Linked DNA regions of Ovis aries: region 1 is linked to region 2. Evidence: chromatin contacts called from public Hi-C data. All regions are on one chromosome and are shown on one strand. The core of a region is the stretch at or near the end of the contact, and the rest is flanking DNA. Distances in the headings are between cores, read along the strand shown.

Region 1 (4,257 bases), core at 1,614-4,113, 110 kb before region 2:
CGATTAGCACAGAAGAGCAAAAAATCTTGGTAAAAGACAATGAGTAGCATGGAAGCATATATACTAACCTAAAACAGACAGACAATGGAAATTTGCTGTATGACTCAAGGAATTCTGAAATAACCTAGAGGGGTGAGAAAGCGTGGAACGTGGGAGGGAAATTCAAGGGGAAGGGGACTATGTACACATATGGCTAATTCATGTTAATGTATGACAGAAAACAAACGAATACTGTAAAGCAATCGACAATCCACTAAAAATAAATACAATTTTTAAAAAAGATAGTATCTACAATTAAATATGTTTTTTTAACTTAAAGCATTTTGTATAAAATGCTCTTAAAAGTAAAAGTGTGTATTTCTTATGCCTTCTCAAACTAAACATACTGGAGCAAACTTCTACATGATTGGACCATAATTTTGTATGTCAACTAGTCTATGGTGATATTCTCAAGGACTATTAAGGATTCTCACACCTTTGAGTTTTCCTGGATTACTGCATCTGATTTGCAATTTTTCCATCTCATCCTTTGCAATCTCTTCTTTATGTTGTCAATATACTTGCCTTAAGGTTTTTATAGTCTAGCTCAAAAAGTTGGCTTAAAGCTCAACATTCAGAAAATGAAGATCATGGCATCCAGTCCCATCACTTCATGGGAAATAGATGGGGAAACAGTGGAAACAGTGTCAGACTTCATTTTTTTGGGCTCCAAAATCACTGCAGATGGTGACTGCAGCCATGAAATTAAAAAACGCTTACTCCTTGGAAGAAAAGTTATGACCAACCTAGATAGTATATTCAAAAGCAGAGACATTACTTTGCTGACTAAGGTCCATCTAGTCAAGGCTATGGTTTTTCCTGTGGTCATGTATGGATGTGAGAGTTGGACTGTGAAGAAGGCTGAGTGCCAAACAATTGATGCTTTTGAACTGTGGTGTTGGAGAAGACTCTTGAGAGCCCCTTGGACTGCAAGGAGATCCAACCAGTCCATTCTGAAGGAGATCAGCCATGGGATTTCTTTGGAAGGAATGATGCTAAAGCTGAAACTCCAGTACTTTGGCCACCTCACGCGAAGAGTTGACTCACTGGTAAAGACCCTGATGCTGGGAGGGATTCGGGGCAGGAGGAGAAGGGGACGACAGAGGATGAGATGGCTGGATGGCATCACGGACTCGATGGACGTGAGTCTAAGTGAACTCCGGGAAATGGTGATGGACAGGGAGGCCTGGCATGCTGCGATTCATGGGGTTACAAAGAGTCGGACATGACTGAGCGACTGAACTGAACTCAGGTTTTAAGAACAGACAGCTTAATTTGTTATAAATGAATATAAATTTAAAGAAAACACACTTTTAAAAAAGTCTAAGGGACTTTTCTAAAAATAGAAAAAAACTAACAGAAAAATTCTGTAGCATCTATTATGGCTGCTAATAGTAAAGAAAATTAATTGATAGAGACTTGGTACTGCAGCAGTCCATAAAATTAGACATTATTAAGAGTTCACTGAAATTTGATTGCCAAATTTTCCTTTCAATATCTAGTGTGAGAAATTACCCAGGAAGTCAAAACAAATCTGCACTTTCACAGTGCAGGAAGCAAATGAAGCCTGTGTGTTTGGCCTTTACTAAAGACACAAACCTGTGTGTTACCCATGTCAAATGTATAAAATAATGCCAAAAAACATTCAACCAGTATGCTACATGTGTGAAAAATGAGCTTAAGAACCCACTCTGATGGAAAACATTTCATTCTCATTAAAAAAAAAAAAATCCCCCCTCCTTCCTGTTATTCATTAATTCTGAATATCAGACATTTCCCCTTGTGCAGTCAAAAAATAGGATTCCTAGTGGAAAAGTAGAGGACAGATCAGGTATTGGCAGTTTTTCCATTTAAACTTGTATGTCAATTTTTAATATAAATGTGGACACACAAAAGCACAAATGCAAGTCAAAATGTCTCAGTGAACAAGTTTTAGCAGTTTAATGTCATAAAAGTTATAAATAAACCTGTTAAATGTTTCTGGACAATGCCACCACTTTGATGTTTTTTTTTAAAAACTAAGCAAACTTCTTATTGACAGTAACTGAATGGTGTTTGTAACATTTTTACCATACAGTAGATTCCACCCATTTACTATACTTTTCAGAGCTGTACTACATGCAATAACAGATTTTTAATGTTGTCTGTCTTCTGTGCTCTTCCTATAATTTGCTATTAAAATAAAACCATTTTTAAAAGGTATTTATACTTGGTGGCTTCAAAGTCCTTGCCAAAAGTCTGTTTTTTCTTTTAGTTTTTATTTTTTGAAGGTTCAGCATTCTCTTTGCTTTTATTCTCAAATTCACACAAGTTAAACACAACAAATTTACACAAGTTAAAGATAACATTTCATAAAATAATGCAAACTCTAAAATAGAGATTAATCCACATAATAGTAAGGAAAAGGGGTGTTAAAATAGATTTTAAACATATTAAAATCATGCTAATGGCTAAATATTTTAAAGTAAAAGCTTTCAGGATATGTCACATGATCTAAAATATGAAATCCCTTAAAAACTTCCAGGAAAAATATTTCAATATATGTATTCACATACGTGTGTAATTTAAAAAAATGTTTACCAAAAAAACTACAAACTTTTATTTCTTTTTATAAAATATATTTAAAAGAAACATATATGCTATATATAAGCTATCCCTGAAATTGTTGTGTCCCGCTAGTTCTAATACACCCTCTTCTTCTTCCCTATTAGCCTTTGCAGTTAAATACTCAGCCAAATGTAAACACAGCTATGTATGCCTGGGTGCAATGTCTGGGCTTGTAAAAGCAAGGGCTTCCTGAATGCAGAACAGACAGGGAACTGCTGTCTGCCTCACTGGAGCCTGGGATGTTTCTGTTTACAAATCCTGGAGCCAGGCAGGGGCCACTACTGGAGGCCTGCTGTCTGCTTCCTTGCTACACTTAGCCTTTGTCTGGGTCTGTGTCAAAGAAAGAACAACATTGTTGCATGTGCAGTAAGCAACAAAGGAAATCTGAAACATAACACAAACTGGTTATGTTGGCTCCTTAATCTTTTACAACTTCAGTGCGGAAAGGCAAATTAGGGTTTAAATTTAACAAAAAATTTAAACATGTGCTTCTCATAAAAGCAGAGAAAAACATTTAAAATAAAAACAATTAATGTGATCTGAGTTAAATGAATTCCTTAGCAAAATAATTCAGATTGCTAAATACTCTTCCAGGAATGATGATATATCGTGCAGCTCAGTGTTTTGAACAAATATTTTTACAAGGAATAAACAATGTTGACTTGTTTTAATTATTATGTTTGGAATGGCAAACTATACCATAATCATAATCAGATTAATGTTTATGTTTAATGTCCCAAAAACAAACTGAGTGGAGGCAGATTTCTTATTTTTCCCAAGATGGTATTTAATATTGAATATTTAAAATCATTTTAAATTTAATATGCCTTGTTAATCACTGTACACAGAACTAGCCTGTAAGAAACAAATACAACAAATCACAACAGTAAACAAAATAGTTCATATTCTGTTGAGTTTAGGCATTCTATGACTAAATTATAAAAGGAACAGCAGGAAACTAAAGACAGAAAGCGAAACAAACTGCATTAACCCTCTTCCCTACAAAAACTTTTTAAAAGAAAACAAAGGAAAGGTATTCAAAATCTATAAAACTTAACTTGTATGTAAGTCTTTATAATAATTTTAATATCTTTAAAATAGTTTCTTTGTGATTGAAAAGACTGAATTGTAGGATTTTGCATCTCTTATTAAGGAATAAATTAAAATGAACAAAGTTAATTATATTTCACTGGAATAAAATCATTAAATAAGTCTAAAATCAACATTTAAATAAATAGGTTGAAATTCTCAGTAAATACAATTAAACAGGAGATATAGATTAATCTGTAGACTATGCTACCTTTAAAAAAAATTTCATAATAGTATAAAGAAACATCATTAGACATGTTCTCAAAATATTTTTGGTATAATTCTACCAGGATGTAATTGTCTTTATTTTTTTCAGATTTTATTTTTCAGCTTTACATGTAGATATGACAAAACAAAAGTATCATTACTGCACACAAAAGCTTTTGAAAATAATTATTTCTATTTCTTAGAAATCAATAACCTAATTGAGTTAGAAAAGATAATTTGAGCCTAAAATAGAAATCTAATCATTCCAATATTTATTATGTAAAACAAACCAAAAGCAAATTTAAATTCTCACAA
Region 2 (4,693 bases), core at 346-2,845:
TTTTACTGTCTTCATATTTTACAGGGACCAACCACATGGCTTATTACTAGAGAATTTAAAGAGGTAACACAATATAAAGTAATCTACAGAAAAATCATTCACTTTTCCCCAAAAGGAATTGTGATGATTAGTAATATTAAAATATCAGTGTTAAAATACATTCAGAAGTTCATATTATTTTAACACAACTCTCATAAACATAACAGACATCAATCAACAATATCAAAAGCACAAAAGTTCAAAATTTTTTTCAGTGTTTTCCAAATGGAAACATGAAATCTCCATATCTAACACAAGAAATGAGAAATTTACTGAATGTGAAAATATGCAGTTTTTAAATGGAACTATGCAATCTCCGAATCTAACACAGCATTGAGAAATTTACTGAATGTGAAAATTATACTTATTAAGAAAAAATAACTGGAAAGGTGTTATGTTGTCCTCTATTCATTTCTAAATGTATAATCTATCTGGCCATCCTAAACCCAATTTAAGAATTATATGCATAATTCACTCCCTAAAATTTCTAAAAGCCAATCACCAAAAGACTGCTGGAAAAGTAATTGCAAACAAAACGAGGTTTTTTCCTAAAGGTGTCTGAGAACTAAGAACAAAATATCCTAAAGAAAGGATTTCCCTTTAAGCTTCAGTAAAATGTCAAAAGACTTTCAGGACTCAAATCTCCTAGAAGTCTTGATGTGAGGTCAAAGTTGCCTCAATGACAGGAAAGCCAACAGAAAGCCAGATGACTAAATGAAAACTTACCGAAAATACTTCTCAGCCCAAAAGTAATTCCAAAAGTATACAAAATATATGTCCAGATTGAAAAGACGAAAATTACTAATATACTTCAAAACAAAATAATGGTAATAACGATTAACAGTAGTATACAATGTATTAAGAATCTCGCAGTTCTGCCTTCCACAACATTTTTTGGAATAATCAAAGTACCAGGGATTCTCAAAGAGTGATCTACATCTAAAAATAAGCTTCAAGTGTGTGTTCTACAGTGGATGTTCTCTCTACTTACAGCCAAATCTGCTTCTTTATATTAAAAAAAAAATCTACAGGTCTGTTCCCAAAGATCTCCTGATAGGCACTGTTCACTGGTGATTAAAATATTATTTTTAATCCCTGCATTACCTCACAGCTAAAAATGTCAAGATACCACACCCTACGTGTCTTTCTTCCCCCCCGCCCCGGTGGGGGGAGTGGGGGGTGGGGAATACGAGGTGTGGGGATTTAACGTGAAATGTTAGCTCTCCCGGAGGACGGGGAAAGGCGCGCAGGTCCGGGGCGATCAGGGGACGCGCGGCGAAGGGCGAGCGCAGGCCTCGGCCTCTGCGGGCTCCCACCCCGCCAGCCGCAGGGAAATGGCCCGGACGCGCCACCCGGGGCGACTCACCGGCCGCAGCGCTGACCAGCAGGACGGTCCACAGCAGCGAGGGCACCCGCCGGGGCCGCCGCGGCGACGAAGTCATCCCTAGGTCAGCCGAGAAGAGCAGGGAAAAAGAAAGACGGAAAGTGAATACGGGCGGAAAAACGCGGCCGGGAGGCTAGTCCTCGCTCCTGTCGGACTTCTCCGGCCCGTATTACAATGCAGTTTGAAAGGACAAATGGCAGATGAGAGGACCGAGCGGTAGAGTTTTCATTCCGCTGCACAAATTCCCTTCATTTCTCTCCCTCGCGGCTGGGGGTGTTCATTCGTCCAGGACTGGGTGCCTTGGCGCCCCAAACTGAAGGCATGTCCGTGGGGAGAAACACGGAGACGAGAAAAAAAAGCCCCGCAGTTATTTCCCCCGTAGTTTCACGATATCGAAGAAATATCCAGGTCTGGGAGAAAACATATCCAGGGTGCCGAAGGGTGGGCAGCGGGCATTCGCGGGGCGCCGAGGATCAGAACAAGTTCCCGACTGCCGGGAAGGGCGAAGCCGGACGGCCGGCGGCGGCGCCCGGCAATCCGAGGCGCATCGCCTGTGCTCCGGGAGGGCAAGAATCCTTTTAAGTTTCGCTTCGGTGCTTCCCTTACTCCGATCTTGAGCACAGCAAATCCTCCTCCTCGACTGGATCGAAAAAGGTGCCTGCCTCCATGGACAAACCCACCGCCTTCACGCCTTCGCGGAACAATCCTGCGAGGGTTGGGCAGGTCCCGGCCGGAGGGCTGAGGGGCGGTGGGAAGCGGGGGAGGGGAGGGGTCGGCAGGCTGCCCTTTCTAGCTCTGCCGGGTGCGCTCCTCGCTCTTTCTCTTTTTATTGCTGCCGCTCCATCTTGCCTGAGGTAAATTCCACCGTAAAAGCTTCGTCTTCTTCCTTCAAGGGCTCCTGTGAGCGAATCACAACCCCCTCCCCAGAGGAAGCCGCCGCCGCCGCCGCCGCCTCCTTTTCCCGCAGCTCTAGGCTCCGGGCGGAGCTCGGGTGTCGCGGGCCGAGGGCGGGGGGCGGCGGGAGGGCGGATGTAGGTGGCTAGGGAGGGGGGTGGGCAGCGAGGCGGCGAGACACCCCGCGCCCCTCCGGGAAGCACTTCCAGAGGCTCCGAGCAGACCAGACACAAAGGGGGGAGTCGCCGCAGCTGCCAGTCTGCGGCGCTCCCGGTCACCGGAGTCGCCCCGCCTCCGCCGCCGCCTCCGCCTCCTCCTCAGTCTCCAGCTCTTCCCGGCCCTGTCTGTCTCGGGCCTGTGGTGCAGCGCGGGCGGCGGCAGCGGCGGCGGCGGCGGCGCGATAAGACCCGCACTGCGCCTGCGCGCTCGCGGCCCCGCCCGTCCCCGCCCCTCGCTCCCGGGCTCTCGCACTGCGAGTCTCCCCCCAGCCACCGAGAGCAGGGCGGGGCTGGCCGCCCGCGATGGGCAGCAATGGCCTTTCTCTTTGACGCTGACATACCTTCTAGACTGGCACGCGTGGGATTTGTGTGCTTAAGAGAGGGCAGCCGTGTCTGTTGTCCAACCTTTGGCAAACTCTTCCGAGCTCGGTTGATTTAGGCTCTGACTCCTCTGGGACTCCTGGAGTAAAAGCCTGGAGGGGCAAAACTACCCCCTTTGTTTCTTGGGGCCGGCGCCTGCCTCTCCGTAGCTCAAAGAATCGGGACGGACCCGCCTTTCCCAGAACCAGAGACTTTGGCCTCCTCGGGCTACCCTCACTGACTCAAACAAAAGCCGGAATTGGAAAGACCACCCCTGTATTGATGTTTTTTGCTCTAATCGGTGGCCTGCTTCCCTCAAGTACCCATTACCGGAACCCTTCTTGGCTAACAGGAATACTGAACATTCGAAAGGATGCAAAGCTAGAAAGAACTCATTCTTTTGCAATTCTGTTCGCTGTCCTGCTGTCTGTGCATATTTCTCTATGCAGCGAGGTTTCCACTTCGAGGGTGGGCCTTTATTCACAAAGGCTGGGAGCCTTGGAAGCCCTTAAGGCATTTGAAAGGAAATTTGCGGTGAGGAGTAGGCTCTCAGGGTAGAGTGGGGTCGAGTCTACGCACCCAAGGGAAAGAGCAGGTCTTGCTGGTATCTAAGCCTCCTTTGAATCTGGCTCGGATCTGTTTAGCAGGTTTTTTTGAATTGCAAAACCCCAAGCAACCAGGATTGTGGAAGGGAATTCTCCCCCCGCCCTGCAGCTTCTACACACTCCTGCAGGATCTGGTCGACTTGGGTGGGATTTTGCTAGGCGAAGAGGGAGAAGGTGACGCGCGTGGCGCCATGATCGGAAGTCTGGGTTTAATTCTTAGCTGCTAGGGGGAAAATCTGCGTGGGAGGGCGATCTTAGAGGTGAATTCTAGCCTTCCCTTCTACTAAGCAGAAGGGTTATTCTGAAGGCTGGTTTTACTGGTCTTTCATTGGAGCTAAGGGGCAGTTCCAAAGATACCTTCAAATATACACTCCTGAAGTCCTAATCTTTGCCTGCTTATTCAAGTCCCCTTTTATCTCTTTATCTGAACTTGATGTAAATAAATCTCCACATTCCTTACACTAGTTGGTGTTATCATACTAAGTATCTTATATAATTAGGGGTTGTGGTAATCCCAGCTCAGAATTCTCAAACCCTTTTTAGTGGAAATATTTTTATACTGTTTACCCTTAAGGCAGAGAGGTTTTTTTGTAGTAAAATCCTTTAAACAGAGAAGAAGAAAAAAGGAGTATATGCCTTGATTCACTAGCTTTATGGTGTGTGTGTGTGCGCGCGCGCGCGTGTGGCTTCCCAGGGGGCTCAGTGCTAAAGAATCTGCCTGCCAATGCAGGAGAGGAGGGTTTGATTCCTGGGTTGGGAAGATCCTCTGGAGGAGGAAAATGGCAATCCAACCCAGTATTCTTGCCTGGAAAATTCCATGGACAGAGGAGCCTGGTGGCCTAGAGTCCATGGAGTCACAAAGAATCAGACACAGCTGAGCACACACGCCATAAATGTATGTATGTATATCTGTGTATATGTGTGTGTATATATATATATTGCCCAAAGACCCAAAATTGTTTTACCATTTGATTTTCAAGAAATAAATAAGACTGAGCACTCAGAGTAATAGGAATTAAGTACGTCAGAGGTGTAGACAGTGGTAGTATACTGTTTTACTTTCTCAAATTAGGATTAAGTATTTGATTACTCTTTATTTGCATAAAAATTCTCCTAAGAAACAGTGTACCCTTATATATATTATAAATATATAATAAGTTATATAGAAAAGAAGAAAGAGTCCTAGGAAATTT

What was found. Hi-C and Micro-C count contacts between places; a contact is called where the count stands out from the background.
Region 1: a contact with region 2 is called in a Hi-C map of liver, with 2.1 times the contacts expected there. The contact joins the enhancer-like site here to the promoter of BMPR2 in region 2. A contact is called at or near these places in 4 of 16 Hi-C or Micro-C datasets (hypothalamus, liver, skin fibroblasts and 1 more).

Annotation. Positions count from the first base shown.
Region 1 is chr2:204,759,662-204,763,918 of ARS-UI_Ramb_v3.0, reverse strand. The region is part of intron 3 of BMPR2 (bone morphogenetic protein receptor type 2); the gene reads right to left. Among named protein-coding and RNA genes, the nearest start is that of FAM117B, 90 kb to the left of the region's middle. Within about 2 kb of position 2,863, at least 5 of the 54 cell types and tissues checked have an H3K27ac peak or open chromatin away from gene starts, as enhancers often do. A contact at or near this core is called in liver, where this site is marked.
Region 2 is chr2:204,652,022-204,656,714 of ARS-UI_Ramb_v3.0, reverse strand. It overlaps BMPR2 (bone morphogenetic protein receptor type 2), which reads right to left and starts at 1,595. Exons shown (of 13, transcript NM_001306123.1): 1 at 1,406-1,595. The coding sequence starts at 1,481.